Regions from separate parts of the Mus musculus genome. Here all the other regions are linked to region 2. Evidence: chromatin contacts called from public promoter capture Hi-C and targeted proximity ligation data. All regions are on one chromosome and are shown on one strand. The core of a region is the stretch at or near the end of the contact, and the rest is flanking DNA. Distances in the headings are between cores, read along the strand shown. Region 1 holds the start of Ms4a4b (membrane-spanning 4-domains, subfamily A, member 4B). Region 2 holds the start of Ms4a6b (membrane-spanning 4-domains, subfamily A, member 6B). Region 3 overlaps Ms4a6d (membrane-spanning 4-domains, subfamily A, member 6D).

Region 1 (3,960 bases), core at 1,006-3,505, 75 kb after region 2:
TCTTGTGACAAGGTCATTCAACCCCTAAAGGGGTCTCGCCCCACAGGTTGAGAGCTGCCGTCTTAGAGGTACTGCTACTTAAGCATTTTTATATTGGAAGCAAAGCCTCTGTCATATGTTCTCTTGGGGATCAAATTTCATTTGTCTTACTCAATACACATTTCTTAGGTTAAGTTTACATTAGTGAATCATAGTACAGGCCTCAGATAAATGTTTCATAAACTCTCCTCTCCAAAGAGTTTGAAAAATTCAGAAACTCAGGAACAAATTCAGGGAAATCCTAGGAAATTCAGTGAACTGATAAGGAAGCCTGCCATTAGAATCTTGGACAATCTGTTCTCTGCCTGGTAAAGCAGAGCCTCCAGAGAGCTCAGAGGTCACCAGTGACCCCAAGCATTGGAATAAAGAGGAGTTTCATGGAGATGGGAGCATCTGAAAGGAGAGCTGATGAGTGAGCAAAGCCATCACAATGGAGGAGAGTGAGATGATGGAGGGACACCTGTGCATCTAATCAAGTAGTAACCTCATCCCAACTGGATTTGTGAAAGGCCTTCAGGGGCAGGAATGTGGGTTGGGTACAATGCAGTGACTTTGGTTCTAGATAATGCAGAACTGCAGGATCTGTGTAGCTTCTTCAGCCATGGTAGTGTTAGCAGTAAGTGACGCTGTCTTAGAAGTCCACTGTAGGAAGCACCCATAGGAGCAGTGGCAACATTGATAACTGGGTACTCAATAGTGCTTTGTGATTCTATTCTTCTTGGTTTTCTCTACACTGCTGACACTAGATAAGAGATCCTTCTTGGTTTGAGATCCAGCAACACACACAAGCAGCCACTGCAGTGCTGGCTTCCAGAGTACAGGTTCCCAGAGCATCTGAAGATCCAGAGAACAGGGTCTGCCATCTAGAACCAATCAAGATATTCTCACCTGGAATTTAGACTGTTCCTCCTTCAGACCACACACATAGCATGAGGCTATGGAGGATGTCAGAGGCCCCGGTGTTGGGGGGAAGAGTGTTGTTATAACTCTGACATTGGTTAAAACATGAAACACCAGTATGCCTATCAGAGCTCATACAGGCCCATGGAGAGGTAGATGCAATTATAATTTAGGTTCTTGTGCTATCATGGCATACAGTCAATTTGAGTCCCAGTCGTTGAAACATCATCCAGCAATGACCCTGAATCTTGATATCATTTGATGGGAAGCATGGAATTGTTCAGACATTTTCCCAATATCTATATGTGCATATATGTATATATACACATATATATCTATATCTATCTATCTATCTATCTATCTATCTATCTATCTATCTATCTCTATCTCTATCTCTATCTCTATCTCTATCTCTATATGTATGTATGTATGTATATATATGCATGTATGTATGTATGCACATATGAATGTATAATGTATGTATAAATGTAAGTATATACGTATGTATGTATGCACATATGAATGTATATATAAATGTATGTATAAATGTATGTAAGTATATATGTATGTTTGTATTATGCAATATGTGAAGTTGTTGGAGCTAGTTGAAACTTGCTTCATCTACCAAGTGCCCTAAGCACTCACTTTCACCTTCCCTCAAAGGGCCATTTTCCCCTCAACGCTGCTTATGAGATCCTGTGGAAATGCTCAGTGTGTCACACACCCATGCGTGTTCCCCATGGGAGTTTATCCTCGGAGCCTGTGCCCCTGTGATTTATAATTATTCTCATGTTATTTGTGCTTCTGTTAGATCTGGAGAAGCTTTCAACGATCAGGTATGACATTTGTTTTACAATCTTAGGAATGCCAATAGTTTAGAAAAAATAGACAATTCTTATGTTTCTACGTACAAGGCTTTTAAAAAAAATGGTGTTTGGATTTCAATATCTCACACTCCATTGTCATTCCCTACAATCACTAAGGACAGGCTATTGTAGAGCGAACATGTCAAACTTTAAACACTCAAATATTTAAGTTACAAAATAAAGATTGCAAATATTCATCTCCTTATCATATTTTAAACCATGCTTTATATATTATTTTAATCATAAAATATTACAGAATAAAACATAAATCTTTTCTTTAAAAAAAAACCTTGTTTTAAGTAAAATTTACTCCTCAACTTCTAATAAAATAATAAAGATGTACTAACCAGACAATGGAAAGGATCAGATGTCAGCTGATTTATTCCAGGAGAAGCTTTGCTTGTGTGTTCTCACAGGACTCTGATTCACCTTTGTAGATAGCAGACTGTTTGATTGTGTCAGGACTTCCCCCCACTGACTAAGAGGCAGAAACCTTTGCCTCTGACATTTCCTCCCCACCCATCTCAGCCATCATATATGGGTGGATGTGTACTCTGAAAATTCAAGGTAGAAATTTTTGTTTTTTTATATAGAATTTAGACTTCTGATTCTTTTTAAAAAATTTCATAAGATTACTTTTTAATATAAGTAACAAAATAGTTGATTCTTTCCTTTAAGTGCACATTGCAACCTGCTAGTAAGAAAAACTGGCTGAGAAAATTATCGTGTCTATGTATACTCTGTTAATCTATAAGAAGTTACTTAAATACAAATGAATATGGGCTCTAGGGCATAATTTGTTTTTCACCCCTAATATGTAGAACATTTGATCAAGTGAGAGTATTAGGAAAATGGTTTTTTTCTACACATATTCACTGTAATTGTTTACTGTATGAAAAAAGGAATGTAACCATATTGTAATTTTTATAGGGCTTGAAAGATTTTACTGGGCTATATAAGATGTAGGAAAAAAATAAACTTGTTGGAGCTTTGCTACATGCAACAAATGTGTATATGTGTATATGTATGTCTATATGTATATATGTGTATATGTGAAATTTGTTGTAGCTTTGCTCGATCCAACAAATGTATATGTGCATGTATGTATGTATGTATGTATGTATGTATGTAATGGGTGAAGTTGTTGGAGCTTGTTGAGGCTTGCTTCATCCACCAAGTGTGTGTGTGTGTGTTTGATTCTTTCCCACCTTTTTCTTGCTGGCTCCAGAAAGTTTCACTGGACCCAGAGTCTTTCTTCCAGCCCCAGGGAGTCCTCCACCAGCCCCAGAGAATCAAGCTGTGTTCCCTCCAATAAAAATCTGCTGAATGACCAATTGCCTACTCTATGACCCACTCCAGTTTACCGTAGATGCCAAAGCTGCTCTTTGCCAAAACAAAAGAGCACTCCCACCCCCCTCTATGAAACCAGTGTCACTCTAATCCCAAAACCAGGTAAAGAAATACACACACACACATGCGCGCGCGCGTGCGCACACACATGAAAACTACATGTCATTTTCCTGATGAACATAGATCTAAAAATACTCAATAGAATACTGACAAAAAGAATACAAACATACATAATAAAGATTATCTACCATGACAACATTGGCTATATCCATGAAACATGGAATGGCTCAATATTCACAAGTTGGTTAATATAGTAAATCGTGTAAATGAACTTAAGAAAATTACACGATCATATCAAGAGATGTGAAAAGGCCCTTTGAGAAAACAACAGGCCTTCACGATAAAATTCCTACAGTATGTAAGGCTAGAGGGAAGACACCTCAATATAATAAAAGCTATATTTTAGAAACTCATAACCAACATCATTGTAAATGAAGAAAAGCTTGAAGCAATCTCACTGAAGTCAAGAAAGAGACAGGAATTCAATTATTCTTACTCCTTTTCAGTATTGTGTTCTGAATGCTATTTGGAACAATAAGGCAAGAGAAGGAAATTGAAATGGGTACAAATAGGAAAAGAAGACAACAAACTATTCCCATTTTCAGATGGCTTGATACTATGCATGAGAAACCCAAAAAAATTCTACTAGAAAACTTCTCAAAATGAAAAACAAATTCAGGAACATGGCAAGATATGGTGTCAACTTGCACAAATCAGTAGCTTTTCTACACAGTAAACATACATA
Region 2 (4,235 bases), core at 225-2,724:
AGAGAGACAGAGACAGAGACAGAGACAGAGAGAGAGAGAGAAGATGCAAAGTTGGATAGTGTTGGATAGTTTGAGAGGATCTAGGAAAAGAAATGGGAAGGAAAAGCATGATCAGAGTACACAGCACATGAATTTTCAGTAAGTCATTAAGTGCCTTGGCTTTGAACATAAAATAACAACAAACAAAACAAACCATGCTTCCCAGTTCTGCCCCCACCTCCCAGACTGTGCACCTTTGGGCATCCTTGACCTGTCCTTTGGCAGAAGAAACTGCTGGTACAGAGAAATGTAAAACCATCACATCTCAGATTTAGGAGTTATTTTTTTCAAAATGTTAAACACACCACAATGATTTTAGATAATAAACACCTCATAGGAAGGGAAATCCTGGATCCCCACAGGTTTCTGTTTCTATGCCCAAATGTTTACACAAAATTTGTCAGATGTAGCTCTGGCTCTTTCCCAATTTCACCTAGAACAAGTGCATTGTCTTTATTCAATGACTTGCACTGTCCGGCTGCTTTGCTATCCATGAGGTACTAAAGTCAGCCTTCAGTGCTTTCCAATCCATGCTATGTACCACTCAAAACGTGCAACCCTATGCATCTGTTTCGTGTGTCTAATAGTGCCAATTTTAGGATTAGCACCTCACATTTTATCATATTTTAGTAGACATAATCTAGTGTTTTTATTCTTGAAAACAATCCTTTACATTAATTAATAAAATCACAATCAGTAACAAATTCAGAATCAAAACTTTGATGTATATGAGGAAGTAATGATGCTTTGCACAGCAACATCAAATAAATGCTAAATAAACAGGCAAAGTTCTCATTACTGACCAGTTGCCTACACACAGTTGTGTGTGGCGGCACAGCTGTCTCTGACTCTGGTTCTCTCCTTATTTTCCCACCTGCCAGGGGCAGCCTGTGTTTAAGTCTCTTCAGTGTGAAGAAGCAGCTGAATGCACCCATATGAGAAGTCCTGGAGTCCTAAGCTTTTTTCAAGTTTTGTCATGATACTGACAATCATGCCCTTGTTAGGTGGAAGGACCATGTTCCCTGGGGAATCGGTTTCTGAGCTCATCTTGGCTCCCTTCTGTTCTCTGTGCTATTCTCAGCCCTTAGGCTGCCTAATCAGTGAATGACCTGAGAGTTCTGCTCCTTATGTCAGTGATCACCAAGATTATGCAGCTAAAATGGCCAGGACAGAGGTAAGCCAGATGCCCTGTGCCTTTGCCCATTTAATTCTAAAGAGCCCCCGTGTCTCCATTGCTTTCATGAGCATCAGCAAGTTCTTGTAACTCAGTCCCAGAAACAGAGTGCTACACAGAGGGAAGTCCCTTCAGGGTTGCCTACCTGAGCCTGTGTGCCTTGTCACCCAGTCACTTCCAGCCGAGCTCTCAGGAACCCGAAGAGCCTTAACTCTGGGTTCTCTCAGGCTGATCCTTGGTTCCTTCTTGTGAACTTGTAACTGTCTCCAGCCCTTCCTTCTTCTGTGTTCACTGCACAGGAAGTGGTGCTTAACAGGTTGAGGACTGTTATTGTGCCTGTACTTCCTATATCAGAAAGTCCCAGTAACTTCAGAAAAATTACTAATTGAACCAGTTTTGATAGAGTGAGGGGTGAGGTAGTGAGTTGCAACACCCACTAGCTGCATGCAATGCCCAAGTTCACTTTCTTGAACTTTAGTTGTTTATGAGTTAAACAAAGAACAGCAACATGCTGGGAAAACCTATTAAGATGAGAGAAAGTTTTTGGAGGGGAAACTAGGAAAGGGGATAACATTTGAAAAACAAATAAAGAAAATATCTAATCAAAAAAGGGAAAAAAGATGAAAGTTTTTCTTAAAGACCTGTCTTCCTTCTAACTACTATTTAATGAACTTTCTTGATTACTAATGATATTGCAAGTCATAGTAGTATTGATGAATAAAACATTTCACAATGCAGAGTAAAGTATGATAATAGTAATCATGACCTTGGATTTTGATATATTACTTTATTATAGGCTAATACATTACTGAGCACACTGTAATGTATAATCAATTGTAACAATTGATCATTTTACAGTATTTTTGGTACTTTGTTATTCATACTTTTTCCCCCAGTAACTCTTCAGCCTCTGGGGAAAAAAACCCCTGCACACAGGATTTCAGCACTCGCTGGTTAATTGATACTCCCTTTAGAGCCTTCCTCATCTCTTCTAACCTTCTTCTAGACCACTGGACTTCTCTAACAGGAGATGTGTCCAGGGAGTTACTGGACACTTCTAGAAAAGTAATAGATCAGGAGAGGAGCAAGCAGAGAAGTTTCAACACACCAGGAATGACTTCAACAATCCTGCACTCCAGACACAGTCATGAAGACATGTGTCCCTGTGGCTTTCAGGCCCTTGGGTAGGCACAATTCAGAAGCTGACTTTGACATAATTAACTTCACAGGGGAACTAGAGCCAGCTGCAGCAACTGGACAGCTACACGCTGACAACTTCCTTCCTTCTTTCCTTGGAGTCAGCCAAAAAGAACCTAGGGAGACAGTGTGAGCCACTGTCACATCAGAGGGTTGTGGTGTGGTAATTCCCTGCAGGTTTCACAGCAGGCAGGAAAAACAAAACAACAACAGCAACAACAAAACAATTTAGGAAGAGATGAATAAAACTCAGCTCAGCCCCATTTTGTTGTAACTGGTGCTGGTCTAGCCTAGATTGTTTTACTTTAGCCATAGTGAAGCACAGCACAATTTTGGAACAAAAGGTTTTCAGATAGCAATGAACTCAGGCCCAAGCTCACAACAATGTAATGTTACATTGAGGTCCTTTACAAAGCACACCTGGCTTTTTTTTTTTTTTCCACAAGAACGGGTACTGTTGACTAAGAGATAGTGCCCAAGACTTAGGCTCTAGGGAGCTTGACTGAGGGATAAGTGATGCCTGTGGGTTTCAGCATTGCCTCGCCCTAAGATAACATCAGCCTCCTGTGGTAAAGGCTGTGGTAAGGTACAGGTAACGTCCCTCATGAGGGCGGGGTTTATGGTCTAAAAGCAGTGCTCACAGTTTAAGGTAAGAGTCTGCAATGATAAGTAAAAACAAATTCTGGGAGATATGGGCAGAGCCTGTTTCATCAAAGAGCAAAGGTTGTAAACCCACATCATTCCTGGCATTCCCTGAAGAACTGCTATTCATCCCATTCCAAAGAAGACATAAGCCACCTGTTTAATAATCCTGGCTCTCCAGTGCTTCTCAGAGTGTACAAGGCCCCTTTGTTCTTTACTGTTGTGAGTTCTACAGTTCCCGTGTGAACTGTTGGCTGAAGACATAAGCTAAGACATATTATTCTATCATCTGGAAGTCACCTTTTTCAGCAAGGCCAGAACATCACAGAAAGAAAGCCCTACTTCAATTCTGGAGAAGACCAAGAGACTGTCTTCTCTAAGAAATCTGTCCCAAACAACTGGAGAAGGGGTTATGCCAAAAGCTGTTGCCTGTACCTGGAATAAGTTCTTCTAGGTGGGTTGTCTTGTGTGGCCTCAGTAGGTAAGGAAGCTTCATAGGGACTTAAAGTGCCAGGGTGGGAGGATACACTCAGAGGAGAAGGGGAGGGGAAATGGAGAAAGGGATGTAGGAGGGGAGGGTGCCAAGGAGGAGGGCTTTGAGCAGGATGTAAAATGGATAACTTAAAAAACAAATCTAGTGTTTCTTCTCCTTTTCCAGGATGCCTACTGTCACTGTTCCCTTCACATTGTGCCCTGTGCCCTCATCACTGTCCCAGAACCTAGTGAATTAGTGAGGTACAGCTGCTCTTCTGAGCTTTGGCCATGGTGAAGGGTAGCCTCTTGAGGGCAAGCATACCCACTTTTGTCTGCAGGAGAATTTGCTAATAAATTAGTTGAATCTGTCAACCTGACATCCCCTCACCAGTCTGATCTTCATTTCATGCTCGTACAATTTGAAGTGTGTGTAAAGACATTTAATAGGGTCCATGAGACAGTGCTTGTAAGACTATCACAAAGTCCTACACAGTGGACATAAGAGTGTTGGTTTCGCCAAGTTCCCCCTTACCTTCCCCAGCCATCCACCCTCAGGATCAATCAGTCTCTCCTCTTCTCCCAAACCTAGGGCTTTTGCGCTTTATTTGAAATCGGGACATCTGCAGCCTGAGCAAAATGTTGCTCTTCCCCGTCTGACCTTATTTCCATTCTGCTGTTACATTCTTGGTGGTCTCCAGAGTCTGAGCCC
Region 3 (3,988 bases), core at 854-3,353, 71 kb before region 2:
TTGTCAGGACTCACTTTCAGCATGCCAATTGTGACTATTGATCAAGAAGTTAAAGAGTATGACTTGTTAGTGTTTCAAAGCATCAGAACCAAGTGATCTATTTAATCCTAAAAAGAAACTTGGCCTATCAGGCCAAATCACACTCTAATATATGACAGTTGGGTATACTCTGTTACCTTCATACATATATCTATAACCTGTAGAAAGTCTTAGCTCAATTCTCACGTTTGATAAGCCAAGGAAGAAAGGAAGCTGCTTCTGAGATCAGTTTATTTATCGCCCTATATTGTAAATGGTATAGCATGAGATCCAGGGTGGCAGCAGACAGTCACTGAGGAACTGACAACTTGAGAACACTAATCTGGGGATATCTGGTCTTGTGTCTTGACATTCGCCCAGTCTTGACTGCTTTCTTTCTTCCTCTCACTGTTTGTGTTCATATTGTATTATTCTTTGTCCTCTTTTGACAAAGGATAGAGTCTTCTGTACCTTACCCTTAGCATAGCCAGTCATATGCTTATACACACCCCAGGGCCTGGTTGATGTTACAAACCAGGTCCTCACATTTATCTTCAGGTGTATGTGCTTTTGAGAGAGAGGTTGTATGCCAGGTGGTGGGAGTATTAACTACTCTACCCACCACTCTTGTGTGTTTCTGAGGGTTCCATGGAGGTCTCTAAGTATATGAGTCAGATTTACTTTCTGCAACAAACACATGGGATGAATCAACTTATGAAGAAGAAAGGTTTATTTGGGCTTACATTTTAAGAAGTCTTCATACATGACTGTGTGAATCTGTTCCTTTGGAACTACTAGAGAGGCAGAGCATGTTTGGAAACAAGGTATGACAAATCTTCAATCAGGCTACACTGGCAAATGTTTCTACCACTTTACACTAGCATCCACCTGGAAATTAGGTCTTCATCACACAATTTTTTGGGGTCAGGGGAGGCATGCAAGATCCAAATTGTATCACTAAAGGTATTGGTAGATAGGGAAAATTTGGGTTCTGTATTCCCACCTTTGGCTACACGCTATCGGAGAATTTTCAGGTTTATCTAACAGGATGCTACTTGTAGTCATAGATGAAGCTGATAGAAAGACACTATTTTCTTCCCTGCCTCTGAAGTACTGTCTGGCATGGGATCATACTTTCCCAATCATAATTTACCTTCTGGGTTTATATGTTTGCAGACACTAGAGGGCATTGAGAAATAAACTATTGTAGGTTTAGATCCTGAAAGAGACAAGCAGCTGGGCCTATTATAGTGTAGTGAATAAGAGGCATATGTGATGTGTGTTGTCATTCCAGGTTCACAGCAGCCTAGCCCTGAGCATCCTGAGTGTCCTCTCTGCTCTTACAGGCATCGCTATTCTCTCTGTCAGTTTGGCTGCTTTAGAGCCTGCCTTGCAGCAATGTAAGCTGGCTTTCACACAACTAGACACAACCCAAGATGCTTATCATTTCTTTAGCCCTGAGCCATTAAACAGCTGCTTCGTGGCCAAAGCTGCTCTGACTGTAAGTATTTCAAAAGGAAATGTTCCAGGTTTTAAAGATGTTTTTTGACAGCATATTTCTTCTGTTCCCTGATTCAAAACTCTGTTCATTCTTTTTGTTGTTGTTGTTTTTGTTTTTAATTTATTAGTTTTTAAAACTAATATATAAAGTAATTGGTTTCATTGTGGTATTTTCATAGACATTTTTATTTTTATTTTAACTCTTGCTTGTACATTTAGGATAAAGCCAGAGTCATGGAAGACAGAGGCAAGAATGAACATATTGTTAAAATTCTACACCGAGTGGTCGTGTAGTAATAGCAAAATATTGAGGGAAATTACCAAATTAAGTAGATGATAAAACTATAAAGACCACCCCTATTTTCTAAGGATTAAGAAGGCATTAGAGGAATAAAGGATGCAGTTTTAGAGGCATAAAGGATGAGGTTGTCAAACCAAGAGTCTTACTTTATGGGGTAGTGAGTGAAGAGAGGCAAGCATACCAGAAAAACGAAACAAAAGAAAACAGATAATCAGGAAATGCATGAACCATGGTGCATGTGTGTGGTACAGGCATGAAGTGAACTGAGCAAACCTCAGCCACAAGTTGAGAAACAGCGTGGGAAATGCGGGGGTAGGGGGGAAGTCAGGGCATCTACTCCCTCCAGTAATCACAGTAGCAAGGAGCACCAAGCCCGTGTGGAAGTGAGCTCAAGGCTGCTTTCATTACAACACAAAGAGATGGGATTGTTAAATGAGGAGAAAAAGAAATCCAGAGAAATGGAGAAGAGTAACTGGCAGGATGTGAGGGCCTCCATCTCATCAGAAACACATCCATAGTCCTGTAACTATAAAAGTCAGATGAGCAAGAGACAGCTAGACAAATCACAGTCAATCAGTTCTCAACCCCAGGCTTTCTCAGATCCTTATGGAGCTGGGCCCAGGGAGTCTTCCTTAGTTATGAAAACCACAACAATAAAAAATGTTTGCATTAGACACATAACAATGCGAGAAAATTAACATCTGGAATAACTATGCCTGATTTTAGAAGCCTGAAGAATTGGGGAGGAATCTGGGTGGACCACAAAGAATGATGGCATCATGGGATAGTTTCACACTGTAAGTCAGAGACTGGCTTGAGTGTATTTCCTGGGACAGTGTCTAGGTACTGGAGGCATGCGCCGTCTCTTTTCTACCCGTGCCGTGTGCGCAGATAAATGAAGAGTTTACAGTGTGACACTCATCTTCCTTCCTATCAAGCGATCTTCATGAAGACCTTGGGACAGAGTCACGGGATATGTGTTCTTTACATAGATCCTTCTTTGAGTTGATTTTTGATGTCACAGACTTAGAAACTGGATTGCTTTTCTGCCTTTCACCATCACACACACACACACACACACACACACACACATACACACACACACACACACACAAATCAATCCTAAGGAAGAAGGTTCTATCAATGCCAACTTAAAAAGAGTTTGCTTGCATGATCAGAACCTCACTAACCCTCACAAGTCTCTGCAGAGGAAATACTACACAGGTGTGATAAGAGAGCATACAGAAACTAGAAAATTAAAGACTTACCCAGCCCCACACTAATCAAGAGAGCCAAGAGCAGGAACTGTTGACTCTGACCTGGGGTCACTACTCCTCTCTACTTCCTCATTGAGTGAACAGTATAGTCAGGATCCATGTCCAAGAAGGGTGAGAAATGGCAGAAAATGGCTTTGTTGATTTAGCTTGTTCTCTTCCCCTACTTGCTCCAAGGAATAAAGGGACCAGGCATCAATTTTAGCCCATCTGTAGGTCTGGGAGGATCCTTTCCCTTCTTGATGGTGTCTCTGATGGTGAAGATGGTTTCATCTTTACAATCACCTTCCACCCAGGAATGAGGGCATCAGCTGACTCAGTCACACCATCCTCTCTTCTCCTGAATTTAGGGAGTCTTTTCACTGATGCTAATCAGCAGTGTGTTGGAGCTTGGCCTGGCTGTCCTCACTGCCACACTGTGGTGGAAACAGAGCTCCTCTGCTTTCTCTGGGGTAAGTATGCTAGAGGCCACTTGAATCTTCCCTGGTGTTCCTCTGGGATATATTAGTCAATGCCACTAAGAATATCAGACAGAATAATCAGCCATCGTGAAATGTATACCACGTGGCTTTTTTTTTAAATGGGGAGGGTCCTTAGTAGATATTGGAGAGAGGAGACAGAAGTATAGATGATAAGGAATACCTGGACAAGAAATAGTTGTATATCACATATATCTTGGTTCTTCCCCCCCCCCAAACAAACAATCATAAGTTTGAGGAAGTTAAATGTATCTCTTGGCATTACATTGAGTTTGCCTATAGTCAGGGATTCCTGACTATACTGCTCACTCAAACTAGAACACAGCTGCCTCCCTTCTACTCAGGAAAATTTCTCTAATAGTAACTATCCTCTAACAGTCTTAACTTGGCAATGGCTTGTTGCACACTGAATGTGT

What was found. Capture Hi-C pulls out chosen DNA fragments and counts their contacts.
Region 1: a promoter capture Hi-C map of liver shows a contact between it and region 2. A contact is called at or near these places in 2 of 39 promoter capture datasets (cranial neural crest and maxillary cranial neural crest), 12 of 484 Hi-C or Micro-C datasets (CD4 T cells, CD8 T cells, T follicular helper cells and 1 more), 5 of 130 datasets of targeted methods (CD8 T cells, the SCID.adh cell line, effector CD8 T cells and 1 more) and 3 of 9 other capture datasets (adipose tissue, liver and pancreatic islet).
Region 3: a contact with region 2 is called in a targeted proximity ligation map of CD8 T cells, with 24 read pairs. A contact is called at or near these places in 1 of 39 promoter capture datasets (macrophages), 28 of 484 Hi-C or Micro-C datasets (the AML12 cell line, CD4 T cells, CD8 T cells and 20 more), 6 of 130 datasets of targeted methods (CD8 T cells, the SCID.adh cell line, astrocytes and 2 more) and 4 of 9 other capture datasets (adipose tissue, liver, macrophages and 1 more).

The regions. Positions count from the first base shown.
Region 1 is chr19:11,441,853-11,445,812 of GRCm38.p6, reverse strand. It overlaps Ms4a4b (membrane-spanning 4-domains, subfamily A, member 4B), which reads right to left and starts at 2,255. Exons shown (of 7, transcript NM_021718.2): 1 at 2,153-2,255.
Region 2 is chr19:11,515,798-11,520,032 of GRCm38.p6, reverse strand. It overlaps Ms4a6b (membrane-spanning 4-domains, subfamily A, member 6B), which reads right to left and starts at 1,474. Exons shown (of 7, transcript NM_027209.3): 1 at 1,359-1,474.
Region 3 is chr19:11,587,521-11,591,508 of GRCm38.p6, reverse strand. Ms4a6d (membrane-spanning 4-domains, subfamily A, member 6D) reads left to right here. Exons shown (of 7, transcript NM_026835.2): 5 at 1,313-1,519; 6 at 3,444-3,545. Among named protein-coding and RNA genes, the nearest start is that of Ms4a6d, 15 kb to the left of the region's middle.